Linked DNA regions of Mus musculus: regions 2, 3 and 4 are each linked to region 1. Evidence: chromatin contacts called from public Hi-C, HiChIP or PLAC-seq and promoter capture Hi-C data. All regions are on one chromosome and are shown on one strand. Each heading gives the region's core, a stretch centred on a gene start, on an enhancer-like site or on the middle of the called end of the contact. The rest is flanking DNA. Distances are from core to core; before and after follow the strand shown. Region 1 holds the start of Galnt11 (polypeptide N-acetylgalactosaminyltransferase 11). Region 2 overlaps Crygn (crystallin, gamma N). Region 3 has its middle 32 kb from the start of Gm42234. Region 4 holds the start of 1700096K18Rik (RIKEN cDNA 1700096K18 gene).

Region 1 (5,751 bases), core at 1,562-4,061:
GTGAGCGCGTGGAATTAAGGAAACGCCTGGGTTGCAAGTCATTCCAGTGGTATTTGGATAATATCTTTCCAGAGTTGGAGCCATTTAACACAGAGAGGAAAAGGAAAAAAAATCGTTTCTAGTTAGTGAAGGGTGAAAATGTCCCCTAATTCTTCAACATCTCGCACCACAGGACAAATCTGGAGCATCATGCAACTATGTAAAATGCAATGAAAAATACATTCAGAGTGGCCAGTCTTTCGGGAGTGCCTTTCTTGACCTCTAGTGACAATTCTTTCTCTGTTGCTCATCTGCCACTGGAGTTGTGGGCATAAGGACCTCAACAGTAGAGAAGTACGCTGTCTCACAGTTCAGATGCTGGTGTATGACTGACTGGGATAAAGTGTATTGGTTGTGATTATTTGACCAGTTCACTTGGCTGTGACAGTCCATGGGAACCTGCTCTCTGCTCTCGGAGCTTCCACCAGCCTCTTGGGCTGAAATGGTTGCCTCAGGAAAGTGTTCCCAGAGAGCCATGATTGGTGTATCGTGGCTGAGGTGAATCAAGTTCCTTTCTTGCCGCCAGTGTAAGTCGGTGACTTCCTGGCTTGGCTGGGTTCCTAAGTGTCTGATGTTCATGGCACCTTGGCAGGGTGTCTCAGGTCCCATGTGTTCCAGCCAGGTTCCCCAAGTGCTCCCACTGGCTTTTATATCCTGTGCCGCTCTTCTTTTCTGCTTCTATTTTCACATCTTTGCCCTCTGTTCTCTAGTCTGTGACCCACAGCTTTCCCAAGGCTTCTTCAATTATGTCCTGCTTTTCTCTAAGAAGCTCTGGGCCCTGCAGGGACTGGGACAGAAGCAGCTAGTCTCCTGCCTGCCGTGTCCACAGACTCCCCAATGCTAGAGAACTTCTCTGGGGTTTGGAGAATGCTATAGAGTTCACCCTAGAGAAGGTGAGTTTAAGAAGGCCAAAGAGGGGTAATTCACAAAATCTACAAAGAAAATTCTGGAAGAAACATACTGAAAGGACGAAAAAGGAGGAAATGCCTGACAGGGATGCCCCCACAGCCCATGCAGGCACAACCTACCTGCTCTCTCATCACTGCAGTGGTGTTTCTTATGGGTTCCTAGCAGGACTGAGCTCGAGGATGCTCACCGCGGTCCTGTATTTTGTAAGCTTCACCCATTTGAGGATCCTAGTAAACTGGCTAAATCTTCACTTCCACTTTGATGGATTTGAAATTACCTAGGAAACATTCCTGTTCTGGGCAGGTCTTTTTTTGTTTTGTTTTGTTTGTTTGTTTTTGAGACAGGGCTAATCTGTGTAGCCTTGGCTGTCCTGTAACTAGCTCTGTAGATCAGGTTGGCCCCAAACTCATATCCACTTGTCTCTGCTGTCCTTCCCAGTGCTGAGATAAAAGGTGTGTGGCAGCACTGCCTTGCTCTGGCCATGTCTTTGTGGTTTCCTGAGAGGTTTAGCTGAGTAAGGAAAACCTACCTGGAATGTGGGTGGCCATGGAGCAGGGATCAAATAAAAAGAAAAAAACAAAACAAAACAAAAAAACAAAACAAACCAGGTTGTAAGATGAGCACCAGCCTCTCTGGGCCTCCTGAGGGTGAAGTGTCACAGGCTACCTTAGACCTCTGCTTGCCATGGCTTACCCACCACAGCAGAGGCTGTACCTCACACTGTGGCCAAAATAAACCCTTAAGTAGTTTCTGTCAGGAACGTTGTCACACATACAGGAACAATAGCAGACACATGGTTATGGCATGACAATGCTTCTGTTCTATTGCCCTCTCGTGAGAGAGTCATCCCTTAAACAACCATGAGTTCCCGTTAAGATGCTGTGTGGACAAGAATGGGAACTATGAAAAATGCTTTCTTTGGCATTGAGCAGCAACTGTTTGACTGAGGGCAATGGCCATGGAAGGACACAGATAAGGGCCATCAGGATTTCAGCCTTAAGGATAGACCTAGGTAACCTCACAGAGCATCCTACAGCCTCACAATACTAGTAAGTATTTGGCAGGGCCACATATGAGTTAATTTTGTGCCACTGTGTTGACAACTTAAAGGGAAAAGAGTTATTTTGGTTCATGGTTACTGAGGGTTTATTGCATGGTTGCTTGGCCATCGCATTTGAGCAGAACATCAGGATGACAGCAGTATATGGGGTAGGTTATTTACTTCATGATGGGCAGGAAGCCAGAAGGAGACTTGGACAATTGGACCAGGTAAGACCCTCGGACATCCCTGATCCTTCTCCCTCTAGATTGACCCCCACCTCCAAAAAGTTTCTACAATCTTTGGCAATTGCACCACCAGCAGGCACCAAGCTCCACATAAGCCCCAGTGGGGCATTTCAAGTCAAAGTCGGTCACCACAGCCAGTTAATGCAGGAGGGAAGTATCCTGGGTTAATGCTAGCTAGAACAATTTATTGGTTCAGGAGATGCTGCTTTCTTAAAAATAAGGGACGCAGAATTTTCTCCTTACATATGTCCCATTGCTCTACCAGACATCACGGATTTAAAAAAAAAAAGTCTTGGCTGAATAGCATGGTGAGATAACAGGATTAATATAGATACCCGTCAATGTAAAGCAGCATTAATGGACCAACTACCAAAACCTTACCATTCTGTTTGATCTGCTAAATTTCCTCACATTCTCTCCAAGAAAAAGTCGTCCCCTCATCTAAGCTTCTCTCTGGAGTGAACTTCACTAAGGCCCTATGGGACAGAGCTCAGCTCCACACTGGGCGGGGAGGAGCCCGGGCCTCGTGACGCCAGGCCGCGGGCGGTGACGTCATCCTCGGAGGCGAGGGCGTGCGTGCGGTGACGCGTGCCGTGACGCGAGGGCTCCGCAAGGCTGCGTGTCGTGGGCCGCGTCGCGCGCCGCGGCTCGTGCGGCTCGGCCCGGGCTGTGGCGGGAGCGGAGATGCCGCAGCCCGTGCCCTGGAGCGCCGCTATCCCGGCCTGCGGGTGTCGCGGTGAGTAGCCGGCCCGCGGCGCTTGACCCCGCGCGGCCTACGTCGGCGCCTGAGCGTGGGCTGCGGCCTGAAGGGACGCGGCTGCTGGAGCAGGCTTGGTGGCCTGGGAGGCCAGAGCTGCTTCCGGATTCAACAGCAGTGATGGGTACTGCGCATGGCCGTTCTCTCGGTGGCCGTAACCTCCAGCCAGTGTTGTGATTTACTAGAAAAAAATACCGATTTTATCTTTATTGCTGTTATTACGGTCAGGATTTAGACCGCGTCGGTACAGGAGGCTGGAAGACAGAAAGGATGCATGTTTCTTTGCAGTATGCTTGTTAAAAAAATTACCTTTTATGGTTTTCGTACACCCCAAACTAGTGCTTTAAATATAAATATAGGAAGACCCGCCACCTGTCTGTCAGATCTTGTCCTTTTACTTTGAGAGCCATCATGTTGGTTGGTTGCTTATCTTCAAACAAAAAATGAGACCCTGGAGACGCTTTCTAGTCCGTGGGCCCAACAAAACAGTTACTTCAAACTTATTTCTTCTTTTATTTGAAATAATGCTTTAAGAAAAACAGGAAGTAAGCCTTTCTTACCCTCAGCATGTGCCTGCCACGGAGCTCTGCAACTGAAATGTCACCATACCGTAGTCTATAGTTTTCATTTGATGGCCCTGGAATCAAATCTCTAACATTTCTGTGCTGTTTCTTGCCAGGTTTCTTAACAATTTTATATTACTATTTTTCTTGTGAAGTATAATTAACATGAAGTTTATTGATTATTTTACTAGTATAGTTGAATGGCATCGGGTACATTCACAGTGTTGTCTTAACAGGCAGTGCCATATATTTCCAAAATCAATCACTCAGGACAGACATTATAACATAGGGCAGGGACTCCTGCTCTTCTTCAGTCTCTCAGTTTACCTGGTTTAGATACTTCATTTGAATTGGAATCCATGGTCTTTCCTTTATCTGTATCTGTTTGAGGCTATTCTTGGTTGTCAACTTGACAACCAAAAATGGCTAGACACAACTGTGAGAGATTTTTGCTGAATTAAATCATTTGAAGTGGGGAGAGCATTTCTAATCTGTATCTTTGAGGTGGGAAGATCCACCTTTAATCTAAGGCCACACCTTCTGCTGGCAGCCTTTACAAAGGCTATGGAATAAGGAAGCCCCCTCTTTGCCTGCTTGCTCTCACCCATACTTGAAAGTCCATATTCCTTCACTGGCATTAGAGCCTGTTTGTATGCTGGATTCCAGTGTATGCTGAAGAACAGCCGAGACTTCCAGCTTTGTGGATGAGCAACTAGATTCTTGGACTTGACATCAGTAGACGGCCATTGTTGGACTTGCGGGAGTACTCTAATAAATCCCCCCTCTCTCTATATGGAGAAATCCATTCTATAATTTCTGTTACTCTAGAGAATCCTGGCAAATAGTTTCTCTGCTTTCTGTCTTTGGAATGTCTATGGAAGGTTTGAATTGCTTAGTTCGTGTTTGAAAAGCACTGACTGCTGAGTCTGATGGCTCCACTTGTCTGGCTTGGTCTCCAGTGACCTTTATGGCCTTTCATATTGCTTGTCAGCACATCTTCTGGATGTACCTTGGAACCCTTCTTCTTTTTTTTTTTTTAATTTTTTACTAGGTATTTAGCTCATTTACATTTCCAATGCTATCCCAAAAGTCCCCCATACCCACCCACTCCCCCTTTTTGGCCCTGGCATTCCCCTCTACTGGGGCATATAAAGTTTGCAAGTCCAACGGGCCTCTTTTTCCAGTGATGGCCGCTTAGGTCATCTTTTGATACATATGCAGCTAAAGACAAGAGCTCCAGGGTACTGGTTAGTTCATAATGTTGTTCCACCTATAGGGTTGCAGATCTCTTTAGCTCCTTGGGTAATTTCTCTAGCTCCTCCATTGGGGGCCCTGTGTTCCATCCTTGGAACCCTTCGGAAGTCTTTTCCTAGGTTCTTCTCCAAAGTTCCCAGTGTCCCAGAGGATCTGTTCAGTATCTGTTCTCTGCACCTGCTCTTCCTTTGTTACGTAAACCTGCTCTGCATTGGTTTCTCTGTAGCTTCAGCTACAGTTCCCGTGTGTCTTAAGTTTCTGTGTGAAGCCTGGGTTCCAATGTGAAGGCATTGCCCTATCTTCAATGTACCAGCTCACCTCTGACCCTTGTTCTGGGTCATCAAGACTTGAAAGCTTGGTGCTATAGCCTCTTCTTCCTTAGGTGACGCCATTCATGCTGACCAGTATAGGTAGTTAGTTGGTCTTTGTTTTACCTTCCCCACTCAGTTTCACAGCCCAAGGTCAAGCCAAGATGGCTTCTCCTTGTGATTGTTGTCATTAACTCCTTGATTCTAAACATTTTCTCCCTCTATCCTAAACCGTTTTGTACACAGCTGTCAGGACTTCTTCCCTAAGCTGGGTAGTAGAATTGCATAAAGACACTAGCTAGCGATTTTCATCCCACTTCCCAATAGGGTCTCACTCTGTAGCCCAGGCTGGCCCGAACTGTTGTCACATTCTTCCTGCTACAGCTTCCCAAGTGCTGGGGTTGTAAATGTGAACTACCAAGTCCAGTTCATTCCTGACACGTTTATTCTTAGTGGCAGAGCTCCAGTCTGTTTTCCTACAATTAAACTTCCACTAGCTTTAAAGCCCTTACAATTCACTGACCTGTAAGTCTTTCAGGTGAGGCTAGGAATATGGCTCAGTGGTTAAGAGGAAGTGGTGTTCTTGCAGAGAAACCTAGTTCAATTCCCAGTACCCATGTTGGTGACTTGACAC
Region 2 (5,751 bases), core at 1,056-3,555, 470 kb before region 1:
AGAACCATTGCTGAACGGGTCCACCTCCTCCATATCCTAATACCTTTTCTCCTCCATACCTCTGCTGGGTGATGGGCTAGAAGAGAGAGGTGGAACCCTCATTAAAAGTGGGTTGCAAGCCGGGCGTGGTGGAGCACGCCTTTAATCCCAGCATGCGGGAGGCAGAGGCAGGCAGATTTCTGAGTTTGAGGCCAGCCTGGTCTACTGAGTGAGTTCCAGGACAGCCAGGGCTACACAGAGAAACCCTGTCTCAAAAAAAAAAAAAAAAAAAAAGTGGGTTGCAAAAAAGTGTATGGCTATAGGGTCACCCCTGAGTGAGAGTCCTGCTGTCACCCAGTTCTTCTCCCTGCTTCCCTCGAGTACATGGTCACTGACTGACACACACATCATAAAGCGCTTCACTTCACGTTGGGAGCACAGCTCCATGGCTGCATGCAAACTGCCATGCTGCAACAACTGTCCTCTCACAGGTCGCTGGGCTTCTTTAGTTGTGTTTGGTGTTGGCTTTTTTTAGACAGGGCCTCACTCCTGGCTGGCCTGGAACTTGCTATGTAGATCAAGTTGGCCTTGAACTTGCAGTGATCTACCTGCCTCTGCTTAGGGGGGGGGGGGGGCTTGAGTCACCACAGCTGGCTTGCGCTTTCACATATGTAGGGTGCGTGTAACAGATAGGTTTGCATTATTTCACAAAGAACAGGACTTTTGGTTTTCTCCCAAGCTCAAGTCAAATATCCTAATATATGCAAATGTGTTTCAGTGTAGGGGCAATGGGTCTGAATCCTGCTTGCTATGTCATACCAAGCAAGTTACTTAGCTGTCTTAGTCTAACCATCTCATTTGTCCAGGGGTGATAAGAAGCACGGGTGTCTCTGTATAGATCAAGTAAAACTGCATGAATTATATCTACTGAAGAGCCTGGTATAAAGTCAGCGCTCAATAAACACCCATAGTAATGCTATTCACAGTAAGCAAAAGAGTGTGAGACCCTTAGCCAGGGCCAGCTGGATTCTGCCCTCCTCTGATGTGTTAGGGGCTGGAGTGGATGGTTATGGAGGAGAAGGAAGGACAGACAGGGCCCTGTCTTCCTCCAGGAAGGCCTTACTCACTCATGGAAGCAAGCTGGCTGCAACTCTCCCACAAAGGGGTCTGCTCCTGTTCCTGAGCAACACGCAGGGTTGACTCGAAACAGACTCCCTTCCCAAGGGGTCCTTGGCCTAAGCCTCAAGGGGATGGAGGGTCCCTTGGGAGCTGTCAGTTTTCTGAGCTTTAGTGGCTTCTGGTGGAATGCAGTAGAGTCAGCAAGCCCTGGGGACTCATATGGCAGAGGATACGCCTGTGCTCTCTACCCAGAGGCTGCTTAACGTAGCTCTACCTAGAACAATCCTCTACTGTCCTGGGGTGACCCAGGGCCCTGAGTCATTCATCTTTGCCCTCTGCCTAGCCCCTGGTGACAGCATCACCTGTGTGAACGCAGTGATTTTTAATGATATTCTTTTTCTCATTTCCTTCGGTGTAGGGAGGTAGAGGAGGAAATGAGGCAGGAGAGGTGGGAGACACTGGTCAGGGAGGACCAGGGTCTACAGGCAGGGGCAGGGAAATAACCTGAGCCGCCATCTTATCTGGACAACCCCCCTCAAGGAGCCTTTCCTCTCTCAATGGGGAACAACGTTGGCATTCGAGGATGTGGACCCCTTTATCAGAAACCCCACTGCAGGGGTCTCCTCCGGTCTTCCATTCCCGGAAACGTGTTCTCCAGATTTACGCCCAGCCCCAAGGCGGACCGAATGTCTTGGAAAAGATCTGATGACAGGGAAGCTCTATAGAGTTGCTCCGGGAGCCGCGCAAAGGCGGAGGCTGAGTGATATCCTGCAGGGACAGTCGTTGTCTAGTGCCTCAGGACCCTGATAGCTTCTTCCAGGTCTCCATTCCCCGGATTCCAGGGGCATGACTCCGCCCTTCTCTATCACCTGGCCTCTCCCTCCCAAATCAGCCAGGACTCTTCCTCTTAGCCAGCCCCTCCCTTCCCCTGGCCTTCCTCTCCCCCACCCCCAGCTCCCCCACGCCTCTTTCCTCCTGCCCCGCCCCTCTTCTTCTCGCCCCCACCGCTTCCCAGCAAGCAAGCTTCCTCTTCTCCCCCACCCCGCCCTTCACCTTCACCCCCTTTCCCATCCCCATTTTTCATCCTCCTCCCACCCCCACCCCCGCCACCTCGCCCCTCCTCTCGGGCGTGGCCCCCTAGCAGGAGAAAACAGCCTGCCTGCGTCCTGCTCGCGGGCGCCCTCGTGTGGCCTTGGGCCCCGAGGCGGCTGCTGCTCTGGCTAGGCTTTGGCGGGGGAGGGAGTTAGTTGGCTTCCTTGCTCCAGCAGGCTTCCTTCCCCCTGCCGGGTTGGGGCCCGCCAGCCGGTGAGAGGCCTAGAAAGCACTCCGAGGCCCGCCAGCACTCCGCTTTCTGGATATTTATTGCCTCCGTGGGTCGCACGTACGCAGTTGGGACTAGAAGAAGTTGAGCACCCGGCGGAGCGACTGCACGCGTGCGCTGTGGGCCCCCCAGTCGGAGAAGCAGCGGTAGTCTCCTCTCTCCAACACGTACATGCGGCCGCGGTAGTTTGGCTCCTCATAGAGGACCCACCTGAAGGGCAGAGGAAGGGCGAGTCACCCGGAGGGAACCACACGAGGACGCTTCCCCGGCCCCGGCCCCGCCCCCGCCCCTCGGTCCTAGCTCCTCACTACCTTGATTGACGATATCTGATTCGGGCTTGGTGCTGGGGTTCGACAAGATGGGGACTGCCCAGTAATTGACCATCCCATGACAAAAGCGAGAGCGACTGGGGATGCACTATGCCCAGTCACCCACCAAAGGGCCATTTTTGCACAGAGTACCCAGCTCTTGACAGGACGCCTGACACAAACTGGGGACCGTTCCCACTGTGTATCCACTCAGCCAACAGCCGTGGCGGTGCCTGTGCTCTAGTACAAGTGGGCTGTGCTGCCTGCGTTGTACAGAGGATCTGGAGCTGGCAGGACAGGAGGTCTGACAAGAGCGCCCTTGTGTTGGGGGATTTGGGGGGAAGGTGTGTACCAGGCCCCTGTCCTTTACAACCCAGTGGACCAGGGAATCAGGAAGATTAACTGGGAAGATCGGATGGGTGGTCTCTTCCTGGGAACAGGCATAAGGAAAAGGTTCTTAATAAGTATAGAGGTGTAAATGTGGGACCCAGGGAGAGTCGTCGTGTGGACGCTCTCACTTGGGGCTCAGGTTTGGAGGCTGGCCTAAGGGAGCTAGGAAGTCGGGGAGGAGGAGCCGCCAGGCCTGCCTGCACCAGAGGGCTGTCTCTGTCTTTACCTCGGGCTCTCCCCTCCCCCTCTTTCACTAGAGTAGAAAACAGCTTTTCTCTGGGGCAGGACTCCCTCGGGCGTGCTCGGGTGCTCACGGCCTCTTGAGGAGATGGCTGAGATCCAGGTTGTAGTATTACTCTGACCTCTCTTCTCGGGGAACCTCCCTCCCGCGATGTGCCTAGGCAGTTCCTACTCAGTCCCAAACTTCTCAAATTCCCTCCCAGGGAGTGTCCTTGCCTTTCTGCTTGCAGACAGCTCAGCCGAGAGAGAGGGGGAGGGGGAGGGGGAGAGGGAGAAACTAAAGGTCACATAGCTCACTTCCTTTTCCTTAGCCCTTAGCTCTTCCACTCCAAGTCATCGTAGGCCCCTCCCTTCATCATCTTGACCCCTCAACTGGTAAATGGTACAATCTGACAGTAGGGTCAGGGATTGGAAACTAAGGGGTGTGTGTGTGGGGGGGTGTCATGCTAGGGACGAGCAGATCACTTCCTTACAACCACAGCCTTCCACCACATAGCTAGAGTCTCCAAGAGAGTGAGCCAGTCTCTATTCTGTACTGCCCTGAGCCATCTTGGAGCTCTTGTGGACATTCTGAAAGGAAAAGGGACCTGGCTGGTGTGACAGCTAATCCTGCGCATCCTTGCTCACCTAGCTGCAACTCTTAGAGGAAAGCAACAGAGAAGGGGTCTCTGGGGAGGCGGCTCAGCAGATAAGAGCACTGGCTGCTTGTCCAGAGCCAGGTTTGCTTCTCAGCACCCACACTGCAGCTCTCAACTGTCTGTAACTCCAGGTCCAGGAAATTTAATGCCTGCTTCTGACCCCACCGGGCATGCATGTGATGCACAGACATGCATGCAAGTAAGACAAATGTATGGAAATAAAAATCATTTTTAAAATTTAGAGGGGGGGGCGCTCAGTCTGTTGGAGTGTTGGGGGATGTCCCTGCTTTTCCTGACATGCCTCCTAGGACACAGGTATGAGGGACCGTTCACTCCTGAGCTGACATGGAACCCACAAGGAACAACACTCTTGGCACAGGGAGGTGGTTGAGGAGCCCTGCTTTACTGCTGGCCGGATCCCAGAAAGGGCACCAGGGACCCAGGGCATCACCGTTTTCGAAGCTACTTCTGCACAAGACTTATATCACATAAGAGTTAAGGTTATCAAAGATAAGAACACTCTGGATCCATCATCTTGGCCTCAACCTCCTGGCCACTGAGACTGGCTCCTCCCTGGAAAGTGGAGATTATATTCTCTTCCATCCAGTGTCCACTCCTGCCTTCCCTCCCTCAGGCTCCCAGGGTTGCTAGGAGGATTCTGTCTTGGGTCTCCTGACATCTCCCATACAAAAGTATGCCTCTGATCTCATGAGACACAACTTAGCCTGGGAATTTCTCAAGGCAAATTGTTTTGGACTCCTACCCCTGGACTCTCGGGTATCATCTGCTTGGGGGAGGGGGTCAGGTAAGATGGTAGCTAGGGCTCTGCTTTGAGCACATTTTGTCTCCCTTCATCCTTTCCTTGACCCCCTCCCCGAAGGGTTTGATCCTGAACCTCAGAAATTCCATGGGAGCTGATTCCCCACACCAACCCTGTGCAGGGAAGCTGGGATCCTGTGGGGCTCTTCTGCTGGGGGCGGGGGGAGGTTGAAGGGTACCCAGCTCTAGGGTAGAAGGGGCTCCCCTAGGCTGCAGTCCCAGCAGGGCTTCTGCTGTGGAAAGAAAGGCTCTGGAGTTGACTGCAGTCAGTTTGTGCTTCTATAAAATGGTGATGGCTTCTCCAGAATGGGCAGGGAAGATGGGAAGAGAGTGTTGAGTGTTGAGCCCCATCTGTGTGTGCACAGGCAGATAGTTCAGGCGAGGGCAGGAGAAACCCCAGGTGAGGGGCGCCTGCATGTGTACAATGGGCAGGTGCGCCAGGAAGCTGCCCCACAAGGCAAGCACCGGGTCTGACAGATGCCTTGGACTAGCGAAGACAGGCACAATTCCCAGACACTCTCATCCATCCTAGGAGAGCCCCTTGAAGCCCATCTCCAACAAGTTGGTGTGGGCTGTAAGCCACCAGGCAGAGAGGCCCAGGCCCAGGGTTATCCGAGCTGAGAAGATGGACCTTCTCTGAGCAGGTGACGCTGCTGTGTAAGTTGGCACCCCAGGAAGCTGGGGTTCTCGTGAGTCACCCACAGGGTCTGATGGCTATCCACCCTACCAAGCCTGTCTGGAAGCCCCAGCTGTACTCACGCTCCGTCCCCATACACCTTGATGGCGTTGACACAGCTCTTGGCCCAGCCCCGGCTCTGCAGGAAGGGGCAGTCCTCCACGAACTCTAGGCACTGGCCCGTGAAGTTGCAGCCCTCGAAGATGTCTATGCGGAAATGCTCTCCATGCTCCAGGACAGGTGGGGAAGAAAAGCAGTATT
Region 3 (5,751 bases), core at 1,311-3,810, 450 kb after region 1:
CTGGCAGTGAGGCAGGGTAACTCAGGGGGCTGAAGGGCTCCCAGCCTTTCACTTTCCTTGGGGGGCACAGCTCCCTAACTATTCTCTCACTCTCCGTGGTGGGGCACACTCCCTAACTATTTTTTTGCTCAGCACTGATTCCAGTTTCCTTATCAAGTCTTGTAGTTTTATCTAATGAACACAGAATCTTCTTAAAAGCCATGGTTTCAGACTAGAGTGATGGCTTGGTGGTTAGGAGCACTTGTGGCTGGGGCAGAGGGCCAAAGTTCCATTGCGAGCATCCACATTGTTGCTCACAGCCATCCTTAACTCCAGTTCCAGGGAATCTGACAACCTCTTCTCTCACCAGGCACAAACATGGCACATATATGCATACAAACACATACACACACACACACACACACACACACACACAACATATATATGCATATACACACATGCAGGTAGAACACTCATGCACATACAAAAAGAAATGAAAACAACAACCAAAAGCCATGCTTTCCTTTGCAGTAAATAGGATTCTAGATTTGAAAATGCTCCACCCACCCTGTGAGGACAAGTGACACCAGACTGAAGCACTGATGATAAACAATATTACAGGAGGGACCAGCAGGGGACAGCTCAGTGAATAAAGGCTCTTGCTGTGTAAGTGTGGGACCTGCGTTCTAATCTCGAGAGCCCACAGAGAAGCCGAGGGAAGAGCATTTGTAATCCCAGTGCTGCTGTGGGGAGATGGGAGTCTGAGAAGGAGATTCCTCAGAAGATCTGGGGCCAGCTTGAAAACAACCTATCTCAAACAAGATGGAAGGTTGTCCTTGGATCTGCACACAAGTGCTATGGCATGTATGCTGCCACATGCACACAGGAATGCACACATACACACACACATCATGTACACATGCTCCTCTTTTCTCACCATGTATACACACGTACACACACCATCTATATACATGTGCGCACATACACACCATGTACACATGCTTCTCTCTTTCTCACCATGTATACACACGTACACACACCATTTATATACATGTACACACATACACACCATGTACACACACACACAGGTCCTTGAGAGGCTGAGGCAGGATGATCGCCACAAATCTGAGGCAAGACAGGGCCACACAGTAAGTTTCAGGCCAGCTTGGACTACAGTGGAATACCTTGTATAACAAATTGGTTGGGGCCAAGGATGTAGAGGACCTGAATTCAGATCCTAGAACTCTTATTAAAAAGCTGGGCAAGGTAGTGTGCGATTATAATTCCAGCATTGGAGGCAGAGATAGAGGATGTCTCTCTAGCCAGGCAGCCCAGGCTAAATAGTGAGTCCAAGCGAGAGACCCTGCTTTTCTCTTAGGGAAAACATATACACAAATGAGTTCTTGCCTCCACCACACACAGGTGCACCTCACCACAGGAACACACACACACACACACACACACACACACACACACACACACAGAGGTGTGGGGAGAGGAATGTTGGACATGCTTAAAGGGGTTCATTCTTCCTACCTAGAGGGCAACTTCAAAACTCAACATTTTAAATCCTGGCACAGCACTCCTCGACGTTTAACTGAAGACAAGTGTTACAAAAATTCCTTCCCAGGTCCCCCATACCTCCCCAAAATTCATTCTGGGCAACCAATGAATTCACTCGGCTTCCTAATGAAGCATAGGTGGAGGGTCATTTCTGGGTGTCTGTGAGTCACACTGCAGTCTTTACCCAGCAGGGATGAGGGCTTCCCCATAGCACATAGAGCCCCTGTGCTGGTCTTTCTAACCTATACACTCTAGCCCTTTCCTGAGGTCAATTGTGTTTTCTTGATTGAGACAGGGTCTTATCATGTAGTAGCGCGTGATGGCTTGGAACTAACTCTGTAGACCAGGCTTGCCTCAAGCTCAGAGATCTGCCTGCTTCTGTCTCCGGAACACTGTGATTAAAGGTGCGCACCACCCTACCAAGCCGTATGATGTGGCTTTTCAACATCTGAGAGAACACTGCCTACTTCATGTGGCCAAGTGTTCTCCATAACATGGTGTGTTTAGGTTTAGCTCTCACATGTAGGATCTGAATTACCTTTACATTTGCAAACTTCAGAAAGGAGAACGTTTCTTGCTGCAGAAATGCAGTGAAGTATTCCAAAGGCCCTGGGAACCCTTGTCTGTGAAGTGAGGATAAAAAAGCGATGCTTACTGGTTTGACTAGTTTCTTTTTTATTTTTAATTATGGATGAGCACGTGTGGTATGTACACATGTGTACAGGTGCTGGCAGAGGCCAGAAGAGGGCGTTGGAGCTCCTGGAGCTGGAGTTAACAGGTGGCCATGATGAGCCTTCCCAAGTGAGTATGAGTACTCATTGCCAAACTTGGGTCTTCTGCAAGAGCAGAGTCTCCAGCCCCTTGTTTGACTCATTTCAAATGAGGTGAATTTGTTTCTGCAGAGAACCTAAGAATCCCTTTTCTAATGGCGATCTGCTTGTCCATTACAATACCTCATTGTTCTAAAGGAAGGTGGCTGAGTCCTATTTTGCATGGTAAAATAGCAGCTCTGTGGGCTAGTACAGAAACAAAGAGGCATCTCTAGAATAGATCACAGAGCAGCCTCAGAGTCTGGGGCACCACATTGCCCGTGGAATCTTTAGGAGCCATCAGACTAATTCCAGAGCACCGTCCAGGAGCCTGGAAGAAAGGCATAGTCCCAGGTCCTGGGTGTGAAGCTAAGCCGTGTGCATTTGAGCAGGAACCCGGGCTCATTTGCACAGCCACTGAGCTTAGGACTACTGCTGCAAAACAGCAAGACCTGAACCCCAAGTGCCCACGTGGTCATGAGTACTTTGTCCTAGGAAGTATCTGGATCGGGATTTACGGTCACATAGCAAAGCAATCCCTTCTGATCTGTGTTAGGTCACAGCGACTTTAACTACTCAGTCAAGGGCTATTTATTATATTCTTCTGAGCCAGGTTCCAAGACACGTGTTACATATACGAAGATGTGTATTTTACCCTTAGTTTCTATAACTTAGTTTCTAGACAGGCTAGCCTGGAGAGAGGAAGTGGTCCCAGATATCGTGTTGGACTTGTCCTTCAGTGCTGAAGTTCCGCGGTGTGCCGCCCACCACGCACCGCCGTGCCAGCTTCCCTGGAGGATAGAACCCAGGGCCCCCAGCACACCGGGCAAGTGCTCCAGCACTGAGTCATAGCCCCGCCTCTAATACTTTAATTTAATAGACCTTATTAGATTTTAGCATGAAGAGTAGGACATGTTGCTTTAATAAGCCTCTCACTCACCCAAATGTGAAATGCATGTTCTCATACGAAACCAGGTTTGTTCTCTCTCTCCGCACCCTGCTCTTCATTAGATGAGTCCAATTTAAATGGCACATTGAACATTTAGAATAGTTCCAGAAGCGCTCTGCTAAACACATGCAGCTACAAAGCTGAGCACAACATTGAGCACGGGGGGAGGGGGGGGGGGAACACACGACAATTGTGGGCGTGGACGGCTGAAAACTGCGGCTTGCGCACGTGCACGCGTGCGCGTACACGGAGAACCCCACCCTCGTGATCTCAGGGCAATCGAACAGTGTCGCTGGCCAGAAACAATCTGCTTCCTAACTCTCCAGCCAACAGCCACGACTGACTGAGAGCCTCCTATGCAACAAAGCAACAAACTCGGTGGAAGCTATAAAAGTATAGGATTGAAAACTAGTTCTCTTGGAACTAACTGGGAGGTTAGCCAAGTGAGTACACAAGTCTCAAATGGAGGATACTGTTAAGTTTGCAGGCGTTAGCTCTGTCAAGGAGGATCAGAGAGGCCTCAAAGGACATGAAGGATTTGAGCCAGGCCGTTTATTTAGTTTTGTTTATTGAGTTAGGGTCTCAGATAGCTGAGGCTGGCCTTGAACTTGCTCTGTACCTGAGGCCTCTTGCCTCTACCTCTCAAGTGCCGGGATTCAGCCTTGAACAGCTCAGTAGACTAAGTTAAAGAAAATCATAGAGCCCATGATTTTCAGTCCTGAGGGAGACAGTCGCTCTCATGGGTCGCTCCTTTAGAAATGTTTTCTTGTGAGTTTGGGGTATCTGGGATTTGGGTCTGAGGTCTAGATCTGTCACTGTCCCACGCAGGCATTAGCCACCACATAAAGAAAGCCATCCACACTTGGACGCTGCTTAGCTGATCAAGGCATGGGAACTTCCTCTGCTTCCCTGGGGAGATGCTAGTGAGTTAGTCTCACTGCCTCACCCTCCCTCATGGCTTTGGCCAGGAGGAATGCTAGCTGAAAATGACATGGAGGTGTGCTCCTCACTCCCCATATCGTCCTGGTTCATTATGCCCTCTGGGGCGTGCTCTTCCTATAGGGGGAAGGCCTAACCAACGCTGCTGGCAGATGGATTATCTAAAACTATCAAGCAAAGCTCTCTGGCCCGTCCTTTTCTAGATTGCCAACAGAATAAATATCCAATAGTGAAAGAGGGAAAATAAAGAAGTAGAGATTTAGAACAGCTAGGCATATTGTACCAGTAGCATGTTTTGCTCCTGTTTAACAGCAACCTGGCTTAGAAGCAAAAGTCGAAGTAAGGGTAAAAGAATAATTTTGTGGGGATTTTCCTATTTATTTATTTATTTATTTATTTATTTGAGATAGGGTCTTACTATGAAGCAATAATTTTGTGGGGATTTTCCTATTTATTTGAGATAGGATCTTACTATGAAGCCGTGGCTGTCTTGGAACTGGTCTACACCATGGCTGACCTCAAACTAATAGGGATCCGGCTTCCTCAGCCTCCTGAGTGTTGGGATTAAAAGCATGTGTCACCATGCCCAGCTAATTATTTATTTTCAATTTTATGTGTATGGGTGTTTTGCCTGCATGCATGTCTGTCATCACATGAATGCAGTGCCCAGAGGCCAGAAGAGAGTTTTGGATCCCTAGAACTGGAGTTATAGATGGCATCTGTGGTTTTGAGAATTGAATCCAGGTCTTTTGCAAGAGCAAGTATTATTAACCACTAAGGCAACTCTCCAACTTATGAACATTATTTTAAGATTTTTTTATATTATATATTTAGTGTGTGTGTGTAGGTGTGACCTACCATCCATGTATGATAGTCAGAGTGATGAAGTTGGGCCCTGAGGGTGTGACCTACCATCCATGTATGGAAGTCAGAGTGACAGAGTTGGGCCCTGAGGATCGAACTCAGGGAATCAGGCTTGGCTGTTAAACCATCTTGCAGGCCCAACATTTAATACAAGAAAATCTGCGTGCAAATCCAAGTGCTCACATGGGGACATAGGAAAGATGACTGGCTCAGGCTTGAGTTAGGGGAAGCCAGCAACAGCTCTTTGGAGAAAGGGACATGCCAGTTGGGTCTAGGACTGTATACAGGTCTGACTGGAAATCACCCTTAAGAGAATGACTGCAAATAGATGAAGGACTGATGTCAGATATTTTTCTCAAAATGATTCCATTTAGGTAGAAAAATACATGCTAAATTATAAGATGTGACAGACTGAGGTGTTCCGTTTGTTTTTTATTACTTTATTTTTTATTTACCACTGAGATTCACATAACCTAGGTTGGCTTGGCTTGTTCTTTTCCGGAGTGTGGGGGTGCAGGTGTGTGGGGTTGCTGGTGTTGGGGTGCAGGTGTGTGGGGGTGCAGGTGTGTGCTGCTTGCTGAACTTGCTTTATGCTGTGTTGGAGATTGAGTTCAAGGCCTGGGGCAAGCTAGGTATGATGTCTACCAA
Region 4 (5,751 bases), core at 2,179-4,678, 310 kb after region 1:
CCCTAACCCTCTCCCCACCTCCCCATACCCACAGGATTCTTTTTTGAGATGGTTTGGTTTGACATGTTTGTTTTTATAAACAGGGTCTCGTGTAGGCCAGGCTGGCCTCAAATTCACATGGCTACTGAGGCTAGCCTTGACCTCATGACTGACCAGCCTGCTTCTACAAGCCTCCACACCTCAGTTTGGGACTGGGTAGTTGTGCACAAATACAAGGGCATGTCTTTACCCTTAAAACTGACAGACAGACCAAGACTGGCATCACAGAGACCCAACGTTAACCAGCAGTCACCAAGCTCATCCTGTATGTTTGGGGCACGCAGGTTGGTGCTACATTTAAACTCCAGGGCAGCTGCTCTAAAACTGTCCTAGCCAAAGCCTGTGTCATAGAAACACCAGACAGGTCCAGCCACTGAGAGAGTGCTGGAGTGGGGGAGGAGAGAAGAACCTCTTTTTACTGTGTTCCTGCCCTGTGGGATGACACTTATAACCACCTCCAGGGCAGCAGCTGGGATCCCCTCCCCCACTGGAACCAGCATCCAGCAGAGCCTGGAGCTGCCCTGGGGAAAGGGGGGCTGCCTGCCAAGGATCTGCCCACCTGGGGCCACCGCCAGGGCCCGGCCCGAGCCCGGGGCCCAGTCAGACTCTGCAGTCTGTACACAACCTGAAACAAAGTGGGCAAAAGGCTGTCCTTGAGTCCACATGCCTTAGTTCTTACTCTGCTCATCAAGAAATAACAGGAAATAAAGTAAGAAAATGAAAGAATCATAAACTGTTTACAAGAGTAGCTCCTCTCCCAATTCTTGTTCACAGGTGTGTCTACACCATGGGGTCCAGCCAATAGGAAGACTGGGTTGCCTGTTGACTGGATCCCATCTCATGGAAGCATTTGTTTATCCACTAAGCATTTGCTAAACCTGCCCTAGCAAATAGAAAGAGCCCAGCTTGGAGGGAGAAGGGGAACCAGCCATTTTAAGTAAACAAGAAGGCTTCAGATGGTGCAGCATGCTTTGAAGGAAGTAACTGGGAGAGGACAGAAAGTACCTGGTTGGGGGCAGGGAAAGGACCCATTTCAGATCAGCTGACACTGAAGGCTGGCCTGAGAAGTCAGAAGAGATGCAGCTCCACACACAAGCCCCGAAGCCTCAAGTGCAAAGTTGGAAATGGGAAGCCCTGAGGGAAGGTTCTCAGTGTGCCTGGACTGCGCAAGCTAGGCACCTACAGAGCTGGGCCTCCCCCAGCCAGGATCCCGGAGCTCTGCAGACCTCGGGATGCAACCTAAAAGGCCACTTCTGTCAACTGGAATGCCTTAATGAGCCTGACAGGGCAATCTGCGGAGCCTGACCTGCATGCACACAAGATCATCTACTTTAGTAATTTTGAAAAAGTCATGGGTGTGGAGAGGGAGTGGCAGAGTAAGTGGGTCAGGGTCTTCTGTGGCCCAGGCTGGCCTTGAACTCCTGATTTTACTCCAGCCTCCCCAGCACTGGGATCTCAGGCAAGACCACCACACTCAACAGCTGTTTTGTTTTTGAGCTGGTTTCAAATAGCTCATACTGACCTTGAACTCCCCATGAGGCTGGCCTTGAATTCTTCCTGCCCCCAAATCCCAAATGCGGAGAGTACCAGAATTACCACAGTGGGGATTAAGACAACCCCCAGAAGACAGGGTTTCAATGCACAGCCCTGACAGGCCTGGGATCTGTAACCCTTCCTCTGCTCACCAGCAAAGGCTAGGCCAGTTTCAAATTTCAACTAAATTTCTCTTGGAGACTACATTGCACTGTGCAGTTTTATCAGTTTATTTCTTCTCTCTCCCCTCCCCCTCCCCCCCACCCCTTGGTTTCTCAGTGTAGCCCTGGCTGTCCTGGAACTCACTCTTGTAGACCAGGCTGGCCTCAAACTAAGAAATGCGCCTGCCTCTGCCTCTCATGAGCTGAGATTAAAGGCATGAGCCACCACTGCCCAGCTTATTTCTATTCTCTAAAACGATTTAAAAAAGCTAGCTCAATTATAGAAAGTACACATGTAAATTTTAAATGTCAATATTGCATAAACAATGGAAATTTGACTGCTACTCAGGAAAGGCAGCCTATTATTTTTGGAGTAACAAATTTGGTCACTTTAGGAACTAAGTCCTGGGACTGCAAAGATGACTCAGGTTCACAGCTCTGGCTCTTCCAGAGGACTTTAGTTCAATTCCGAGCACCCACAAGGTAGCTTGCGACTGTAACTCCGACTGGAATCTAACATCCTTACACAGACATACAGGCAGGCAAAACACCAATGCACATAAAATGAAAATTAATTAAAAAAATTCAATCCCAGGGTGGAGAGATGAAACCTTCTGCAGAGGAGCCCCCAAGTTAGGTGGCCCACAACCAGCGGCTCCAGGAACCCAGCGGCCGCCCTCTCTGGCTTCTGCAGTCAAACCCCGTACCAAGGAACTAGCGAGTTCCAAACCAGTCAGAGATACAAAGGGAGAGGTGAGATCCTGTTTGAAGAAACCTCCAAACCTAAGACACACCCAAAGAAAAGCACTACCCCCACCACCATCAACAACAAAATGTTTGAATGATCTGGGCCGTCCAGTTCCTTTCTGGAACCAAAACCAGCTAATATTGATATTGACGTTTATCACTTAACCCCTCTCCCTGATTTCGAAATGAAGTCTGTTCCACTCAGCCGAATTTAAGGAGAGGTGTGAGGGAATGAAGGCGGTGTGCGTGGGGGCTGGGGAAGAAGGAGTTGAAAGGGGCGGGGTGCGGCGGGGTACAGAGGCAAATGTAGATCGCTGCTACATTGAGTTTGGGACCGGGACCAGGTATCGAGGCCCGGGCTCCCAGACCCAAAGAAAGCAGGAAGAAACGCAGCAAAGAGGGAGGGAAGCCGACAGAAACCGGAATGCCCACGGGAACAAACTCAACAGTGACCAGCTGGAATCCACCGCGGACCATAGGAGGCAAGGCGCCTGGCGCGAGGGGCCAATAGGAGGACGAGCCGAAAGAGGGGCGCTGCAAGGCCAACCCGAGGACCAGCAAGACTGGGGGCGGGGCCTCTGGGACGAAGCCAATGACTGGGAGAGCGGCCTGGGACGCGTGGCCAATGGCAGGGCGAGCTGGGTTGGGGCGTGGCCCCTGGTTTGAAGCCAATGGCAGGGAGTACAGCTTGGGCGAGGCCAGTGGGAGCTCGAGGGTGGGGGAGGAGCCAGACCCGGAAGACAGTGGGGGCGGGGAGCCGCGATGACAACCTGTCAAGTCCACTTCGGGACGAACTAGGTCACGCGCTTCTTGTAGCTCCGGCGCCCCCGCCCCGCGAGGCCCTGCGGGTGGCCCCGGGGCCGGGCCGCACCGCTTCCTCTTCCTGCCCGCGGGGGTGGGGGCGGGGCGGACACCTGCCGTTCGCCGGCCCGCTCCAGCCTTCGGGCTGCCGAAGGTCTCCTAGCCTTCGGGCCAGTGCCCGCCGATCCTCCGGGAGCCAGGTCCGCGATCTCCGGCGCCCGCCGTGGGCTCGGGAAAGCGCACAGCGCACTACTTGTCGCGGAGGGATCCGGCCCCTGAGTTACCTGTTCTCCACTCGGAGCTGACCTCGGTCCAAGGGCCCGCAAGTCCGCCTCACCGAGAAGTAATACAGGTTCGGATCCGCGCCGCCGACCTCACAATGGCGCGGGCGTCCAGCCACTGTCACGCAGCATCCCGTGCGATTATTCGCCCAGAGCCTCACTGCTTAGGGGACCACGGCGGGGCCCTTCTCCCTCTCGCTCATTCAGAAGATGAGAACGTCCCCGCACGACACAACGACGCTGTTTTAACAATACCCAACTAACTCTGCTCTTCCAAACTGCACACACTTAAAGGTGACATGGCCACAGACGCTGGGTTGCAATACTACGCTGGAATTCTGCACTAATTATTTAAAAGCTTTCTTACAGTACTACAGCGAAACGACCGGTTACAAACCTTTCATTTTCGTTCGAACACCGTACTCTAACCAATGGATATTTTGTGAATACTTCTATTCAGTATCTCTAGATTTTTAAAAAAAAAAACCCAAATGTAAAGAAAGACATTACCAAATGAGTGGTTCATCAGTGAAATAATTTGTTTTGCCTTTACATTTTAGCCTTTTTGGAAGGCACATTATTTGCAGTATACACAGATATAAATTTTGTACATTTAAAATAGCCTGTATAGCCTTTTTGTCGTTCTTTCTTGAAGCCCCTCCCACTCTGAAGATTCTTTCGCTTCTATTAATTTTAAGTCTGGTTAAAAAAATAGTGCTTGAGGCCATCCTGGTCTACAGAGTGAGTTCCAGGACAGCCATGGTTAAAAGAGAAACCCTGTCTCAAAAAAACCAAAACAAACAAAAAAAAAATAGTGCTTAAATTAAACATAAAAACAATTAGCATTTACATTTGAATAATGCTTCTTCATGTTTATTACCATGTACATTACTAGGAACTGGAAGTCCAATCTTGTAAAAAATTAAAATTCAAGACAGGCCTTTATAGTGAGGTTATTGTCTTTTCATTATAACTCATTTTTTACAGCCAGCTAATTTTCCAGAGGGAATTACTGTTCCTATCTTTAGTCAATTTGGTTAAGAATTCTTTGCCTTTAAATATATAAAAATGTTTGTGTATGATTTTATTTTTCTGTGAGAGCATTAAGGTTAGAGGACAACTTGTGGGCATGCTATTCTTTTACCTAGGAATGGAACGCATTTCCACCCTGTGACAGGGTCTCATGTATCCTTAGATAGCCTGGAACTCACCTGTATAGATCACATTGACTGAAATTTCAGAGATTCCTCTGCCCCTCTATTCCTGGGATTAAAGGTGTACAACACTGCCACCAGCATTAAAAATTGTCTTTATACGTCTCTGGTTTTTTTTTTTTTTTTTTTTTTTTTTTTGGTTTTTCGAGACAGGGTTTCTCTGTATAGCCCTAGCTGTCCTGGAACTCACTTTGTAGACCAGGCTGGCCTCGAACTCAGAAATCCACCTGCCTCTGCCTCCCAAGTGCTGGGATTAAAGGCGTGCGCCACCACGCCCAGCACGTCTCTGTTTTTACATTACCTATATGTAACTGTCCACTGAGGCCAGAAGAAAGTCGTGGATCCCTGGAGCTTGGGTTAATTCCAAAAGGTTGTACGCCAGCTTTTGGTACTGGGAAGTGATCTTGGGTCCTTGGAAGAAGCAGCAAGCACTCTTAACCCAGGAGACAGCCTCCTGGCCACACCTCCCTTTTGTTTTTAATTTCCAAGATTTTGAAGTCTTTTCCCATTGAAGGCTGTTTAATTCTTCCATCTCCTTGGGAATAGAACCCAGAACTTGCCCATGCGCAGTGCGCTGGTCATTCTTTACTGTCAGTTAATATTAAGCAGACTATACAACTACAAAGGTTTTCTTCCTTCAACAAAAAAAAAATACACCTTGATATTAGCAATAAGCAAAGTCAACAGTGTCAAAAACATGAGTATGAACTCCTGTCATGGACTTATCCCATTGGTATTACAACTTATGACTTATCCCATAGGTATTACAATAGGAAGTCATGTTAAACTTCTGACAACTTGCTGTCCATGCTCTGCTGGTACTCTCTCCAGCTCTTCATGACTTTTCTTGCCTTCTTCCCCTGATCAGAAGTGAGATGTTAATTTGTGATCTCCTATAACAAGATGACCAGTGTGTTCTTTTCTGCACCCATAAGTCTCAAGAACTCTTGTTTTCTTTCTTCATTGCCCAAGTCT

The links. A called contact is a pair of places that touch in the nucleus more often than the background predicts. HiChIP or PLAC-seq counts read pairs in DNA pulled down with a chosen protein or histone mark. Capture Hi-C pulls out chosen DNA fragments and counts their contacts.
Region 2: a contact with region 1 is called in a Hi-C map of CD4 T cells, with 4 times the contacts expected there. The contact joins the enhancer-like site here to the promoter of Galnt11 in region 1. A contact is called at or near these places in 2 of 484 Hi-C or Micro-C datasets (CD4 T cells and the HPC-7 cell line) and 1 of 9 other capture datasets (adipose tissue).
Region 3: a contact with region 1 is called in an H3K27ac HiChIP or PLAC-seq map of embryonic stem cells, with 2.8 times the contacts expected there. The contact joins the enhancer-like site here to the promoter of Galnt11 in region 1. A contact is called at or near these places in 1 of 39 promoter capture datasets (neural stem cells), 3 of 115 datasets of contacts at active chromatin or transcription factors (all in embryonic stem cells) and 2 of 9 other capture datasets (embryonic stem cells and liver).
Region 4: a promoter capture Hi-C map of liver shows a contact between it and region 1, with 2.1 times the contacts expected there. The contact joins the promoter of 1700096K18Rik here to the promoter of Galnt11 in region 1. A contact is called at or near these places in 5 of 39 promoter capture datasets (the C10 cell line, cranial neural crest, hippocampal neurons and 2 more), 3 of 484 Hi-C or Micro-C datasets (natural killer cells, pre-B cells and spermatogonial stem cells), 2 of 115 datasets of contacts at active chromatin or transcription factors (embryonic stem cells and memory CD8 T cells) and 2 of 9 other capture datasets (adipose tissue and liver).

The regions. Positions count from the first base shown.
Region 1 is chr5:25,220,061-25,225,811 of GRCm38.p6, forward strand. It overlaps Galnt11 (polypeptide N-acetylgalactosaminyltransferase 11), which reads left to right and starts at 2,812. Exons shown (of 12, transcript NM_144908.4): 1 at 2,812-2,971. It overlaps Galntl5 (UDP-N-acetyl-alpha-D-galactosamine:polypeptide N-acetylgalactosaminyltransferase-like 5), which reads left to right. Exons shown (of 9, transcript NM_026449.3): 9 at 1-229. The coding sequence ends at 122.
Region 2 is chr5:24,748,561-24,754,311 of GRCm38.p6, forward strand. It overlaps Crygn (crystallin, gamma N), which reads right to left. Exons shown (of 4, transcript NM_153076.3): 3 at 5,574-5,719; 4 at 2,442-2,629. The coding sequence ends at 2,494. Among named protein-coding and RNA genes, the nearest start is that of Gm33591, 5.6 kb to the right of the region's middle. Within about 2 kb of position 2,306, at least 295 of the 459 cell types and tissues checked have an H3K27ac peak or open chromatin away from gene starts, as enhancers often do. A contact at or near this core is called in the HPC-7 cell line and adipose tissue, where this site is marked.
Region 3 is chr5:25,668,756-25,674,506 of GRCm38.p6, forward strand. No RefSeq gene overlaps it. Among named protein-coding and RNA genes, the nearest start is that of Gm42234, 32 kb to the left of the region's middle. Within about 2 kb of position 2,561, at least 15 of the 459 cell types and tissues checked have an H3K27ac peak or open chromatin away from gene starts, as enhancers often do. A contact at or near this core is called in embryonic stem cells, where this site is marked.
Region 4 is chr5:25,526,590-25,532,340 of GRCm38.p6, forward strand. It overlaps 1700096K18Rik (RIKEN cDNA 1700096K18 gene), which reads left to right and starts at 3,429. Exons shown (of 1, transcript NR_027388.1): 1 at 3,429-4,877.